Regions from separate parts of the Gossypium hirsutum genome. Here region 2 is linked to region 1. The links are chromatin contacts, called in public Hi-C maps. All regions are on one chromosome and are shown on one strand. The core of a region is the stretch at or near the end of the contact, and the rest is flanking DNA. Distances in the headings are between cores, read along the strand shown.

Region 1 (2,700 bases), core at 96-2,595:
ATTTGCAGCAAGCTCAAGCAAGGTTGCAAAAATATCTTCAGTCTCTACAGTCAAGCGATTCATTTCTACACTAGGATGTCTGTTATCTCCAAAAGAATTATTCGATCTTGTTGGATTAGACGAGTGGTTTATTGGCTCTGATCCACAGCACATACTTTCATTAGATGAAAATCCAACTGAGATTTAGAAACAATACCCATTAGAATCAACCAGTAGAATAACGAGAACTCCATATGAATGATCAAATATTCCATAAGATACAGAGAAAAAAGAACTGAGAAAAAAATACAAAAAAAAAATCACCCTTGGGAGTTTAAGAAAACAACAGGAAAGGCTAAGTCAATGTTTGTCAATGGAAATATCTACATAAAAATTATGGAAAATTAAATGTAGATTTAGAGCAAAAGTGAGATTAAGGATTTAAATATCATCAAAGGAGCAAAGAAAAGAAAAACATACTCCACTAATAATATACAAAGTTTTACTTTGGAATAGATAAAATTACAACCTATTTTCCTACACTTTCGATATAATTGACTTAGAACAAAACATAGGGTCTTCCATTTCCTTTCTGAACTTTCAACTAGTTTTTCCCAGTAAACAAAAAATTAAAATAAAGAACGAGATCAAAAGCACAAACATCAGTGAATAAATTTGAGAAATAGCTGTAAACACTCACAATATTATGATTGAAGGATCTTGAACCAAATCTTCCCGCGGTCATCACTGACTGAATAATTTTAAAAAAAAATAGAATATGAAAGCAATGCTGTGAGGGAAAAGTAGATAAAAGATCTGATTCTGGGGCAATCAATAGGAAAATTGTTGCTAAAAAAGACAGTTGAAAACAAAGACAAAAACAGACAAGCCTCGGGAACAAGATCTCTCTTACATGTGATCCTCCACTCATTACATCAAAACAATACAGGAATATTACAACAAAGATTTTAAGTAAAAAAAAAAAACCCTTACCAGTTTAATCCATCTCTGAAGCAGGACAGATCTACTTTGAGAAAGAAGTGGGTATTTGAGATATAACTTCAAAAAGTGATGAAGGAATTCTGGTCTTTGATTAGATTTGTGTGCTTCCAATTTTTTATTTATTTATTTTTGGATGGTTAAGTTAGAAAAATAGAGAGTTCGGAGAAAACGAGTAGCTGATTTCTTCTTTTTCTTCATCCCATCTGTATTTCCTATGTTACGGATGTTTTTTCTCTCATGAAAGAGAAACAAAAACTCAAAGTAATTATTAAATGAAAAAAACTAAGATTTTGAAGAATATATTTATTTATTTTAGATAAAATCGCCTATCTCAGATTAAAGAGACAGGAAAAAAAACCCGAATGCGAACACTCTGAATTTCCTTTTTAGACCAATCAAATAGTAACGTGTGAGATTATTAGGAAGTTTTAATATAAAAGGTTGGGTTAACCTTGTCATTTCGTTAAGCATGAAATTTTTTAATTTTAACATGGCGTGAAACGGTTGGACAACTCTTTGGCAGACAACCTAATTTGTTGTATAATAGTTCTACCATTTCCTTTGTCAAATTCCTTATGATTTCAACCTAAATTCCCCTTACATGACGGTTATATTTTCGAAAAAAAAAGTAGACTGAACTTTTCTTACCATAGAACTCGAAGGAAAAGTTGAGCTGGCGCTTAAGAGTTTGTTTTCAGTGAAATTGGAATAAGAATTTTGGGATCATAACTTTGACAAGTAAATAATTATTTTATTATTATTTTAATGTCTATAGAATGTTAGTATAGTCGTAATAAATTTACGTTAAAGAAATTTTAATGTTTGCATGCTTAATTTAATAAAAAAGACTAAATTATAAAATGTGTAAAAGTAGAGTTTTATTTGTTAAAGGTGTCAAATAGCTATGAAACTTTAAAGTGATGGGACCTAGATGGTAATTAAACCATTTGATTAGTTAGTGAATATTCATGGCAAGGTTTTATTGAAATTTTGAATGTTTTTAAAGGGTAAAAAGGTAAATGACTAAATAAAGGATAAGTTAAATAAAACCAAGTTTCACTCATCTTCTTCAAAGCTTCTTCCATAAAAAATCAAAAGCAAAATAGCCATTTTTAGGGTTCCTTGATTCGGCAACTATAATTGCTTGCATGTAAGTGGTTTTGAGCTCGTTTTTAATGATTTCTATGTTTTTGAAGACATTTTTGTTTAATCTACCTAGCCCGGTGATCAATTTGTAAAATTGTTAAAGGTTTAGAGTTTTTCCATGAATGTTCTTACATGATTATTGATGTTTGATGGTAGATTATGAATCATTATTAATAAATAAACAAGTTTTGTAAGTGATTTTTGATGAAAATAACATTTAGGGACTTATTTGTAAAAATGGTAAAAGTTCATGGTAAATTTATGATATAAGTCCTTAGAGAAATCGACTAGCTTGAGAAAAGGATGAAAATGCTTAGATTTCAATTTATGAGTTTAATGATTAAATTTTGAAAGTTAAAATGTTTGGGGCAAAATTATAATTTTGTAAAAAATGAAATATGGACTGAATTGAATAATAGAAGTATTAAATGATTGAATTTGTTTATTTAGATCAAGATAGACCTCATATGGGTTTAGATTAGAGAAAAGCTAAAGCCTCAAATTAATCGACTTCGTTTTTACACTCTAATCATCGATAAGTTCGTATGTACGGATTATTATGCTTATATTGTT
Region 2 (2,700 bases), core at 82-2,581, 530 kb after region 1:
TAATTAGTAACTCTAAAACTGAAACCAAAGAGGAAGAAATTTGTGTTAGCTACAAACTGACCATTTCCCAGTAGATTTGTCATAAATCTGAATTCCAACAGATGATGTGGAATCACTGTTTGCCCCACCAATTACAAACTGCCAGTAGAAAATCCACACAAATCTTCAATCAGATAAAGGTGATTGAACACCTCACGTAATAGACAACAAAGAGAAGCACTTTATGATAAAAGAACACCAAATTAGGCATTAAAGTATCATACTGTTTTGTCACCAACGTCGGTGAAGGTCTCAAAGCCTTTGGATTTTAAGCCAAATCCGTTTGAAAATCCATTTTGTAGATTATCAACAAAGAATGCTGGGGCTTCTCCCTGATGACCAATAACCAAAATAAATCAAATCACAATTAAGCCACTTTTTCCACCTTTGCTAAACCATAAAACTCAATAGCCTGCTAGTACCCCTTTCTTTTCCTGAGTAAATAAAAATGAAAACCAATTTTCACCCGAAAATATCTATATATAAAAAGATGATAGGCTCACCATGGAGAACCAATGCCTCCAAAATAAGATTCCCCCTGATCAATACACATGGAGAGATAAGAGATCAAATAAAAGGAACTCGTATTTTTTTGGATCTATCAAACAATAAAAGAAGGAATCATGGATGGCATTGAATCAATACAATTTACATGTCAAACAAGAAACCAAAATCGAAGGTAAAAGGGAACCATTTTTTAGAGGTATAACAACTAATTAGATTTCTGAAACCAAAACCCAGATTCCAATCTAGCATTACAATGCAAAACATAAAAGTATAAACAGACAGGAAAAAACAACCAGAAATCAGAGATACAAGCTAAAATAATAATGTTTCAGTTGGTTTTTACGTCGAATTTCAAACAACCCAGGTCTCAAAAACGAAAGATAGAGAGAATAAACTTTAAAAAAAAAAAAGCCAGATGCAATAACATGGTTAAAAAATAAATATAGGCGAAAAAAGGCTCGAAAAGAACGAAACAGATTGGTTAAACACCAAATTCATACCTTTGATAAGAGAAGAAAACAAAACAAGTTTATATTGGCTAGGCGGAGGATATTTCCCAAAAGGGATAGTATTATTAAAAAAAGAGAATAGGAAGAAAAATGGATATTTTTCAGCTTTGCGATATTCGTTTGGCCAAGTATTGGGAGTTAAATCAGATCAAAACATGGGATTCGGAAAGGAGAAGAATTGCAAGGAAAGCTGAAATCCAATCACTCTTTTTATATTGGTGAAGAGAAAGAAAGAGAGGTAGGCCTTTTCTTTTTCGGTTGCATTCAATTAACGAAAACAAGAAGACCCCGTTGGCCCGGCTCTCATTTTCATACGAGGCTGTTGGGAAGCTTCACTTTTTTTTTCCAAAAATAAAAAAACAATTTGTTTAATACTAGGAGTAGTAAGTTTTCTTTCTTTCTTTTTTTGAAATTATTATTTAATTTGTGCTGTTCTTTTAATGGCTCTTTTCTAGGGGAAATTTATTTATTTATTTAAAAAAAAAAGGAAAAGAACAAAAAAAAAATTAGAAGATTTTGGCTTAGAGCGGTCATAGGTTAAGATAACTATCTTACCAAATAAAGGGGTTATGGAATTCAATTTTGGTCTAAAAAGTGATAAAATTTTAATTTAATTTATTAAAAATTATAAAAATATAAGTTAATACAATAATGAAATTACATTTAGCTCTAAAAAAATACATAGTTATATTTTAGCTCCTCCAAAACTAATTTCTAGTTTCGCCTCTAGGTTATGGCAACTTCAATTCTCTCGAGTGAAGAGGAAGACGAACTACAGCGTAGTAGCGAAAAGGTCAAGCATGACCAAAATCCAAGTCCTCAAATAATTACTCGACCACTTCTATCCTACAATGATTCATTAATGGTGTAATGATATTAAAATCACTATGTTATAAAAGTGACACTAATTTGAGATCCTGCATAATGAATTTCTTTGTATAGTGAAATGAGGTATATAATCAATAAAAGAGAAGGTTGATGAGTGTCAAAAGAAGTTAAATCAAGAAGTATGACGTGATATATTAATTTAAAGAAAGGACTAAATCACAAAGAGTGAAAAATGTTGGGGCTAAAGTATAAATATTCAAAATTTATAGGGTTAAAATATAAATATAAAAAAGATAGACCAAAAGTGAAAATACCGTAAAGGTGGAAAGGAGACAAATGAAAATATAAAATTTTACTTAGGGCAAAATAGTCATTTTGTAAGAAAGATCATTTTGGAAAAATTACTAAAATTCCCTTGAAAGTGTAGATGAAATTTTAGCCATTGGATTTACTTAATTAATTATGAAGTAGGAAATATGGGCCCTTAGATCAAAATGATGATGTTGGTGATATTTTATATTATTTAATTATAATGTTAATAATATTTTATTAATATTTTATAATTTAAAGTGAATATAGAAGGAAGAAAGATGGAGAAAGCTTTTCATACTTTCCATTTGCTTCCAACGTGTATGAGAAATGGAGAAGGGAGAAACTATTTTTTTCTACAATTTAGTCCTTTTCTATAAAGTCTACTATTTTCACCCAAAATTAATTAGAATTTTCATAGCCACCAAAAAGAAAAAGTGAATTAGAGATCCTAGAGAGTTTGATTATCATATTGGAAGCAAGAAATTGGAGTTGGAAGTGGAGAAAG

What was found. A called contact is a pair of places that touch in the nucleus more often than the background predicts.
Region 2: a Hi-C map of leaf shows a contact between it and region 1, with 1.8 times the contacts expected there. The contact joins the promoter of LOC107949444 here to the promoter of LOC107949545 in region 1. A contact is called at or near these places in 3 of 34 Hi-C or Micro-C datasets (leaf and petal).

The regions. Positions count from the first base shown.
Region 1 is chrD03:24,123,218-24,125,917 of Gossypium_hirsutum_v2.1, forward strand. LOC107949545 (zinc finger CCCH domain-containing protein 30) reads right to left here and starts at 1,346. Exons shown (of 3, transcript XM_016884229.2): 1 at 973-1,346; 2 at 680-730; 3 at 1-176. The coding sequence starts at 153.
Region 2 is chrD03:24,651,674-24,654,373 of Gossypium_hirsutum_v2.1, forward strand. It overlaps LOC107949444 (guanylate kinase 2), which reads right to left and starts at 1,332. Exons shown (of 11, transcript XM_016884097.2): 1 at 1,047-1,332; 2 at 543-577; 3 at 264-371; 4 at 62-138. The coding sequence starts at 545.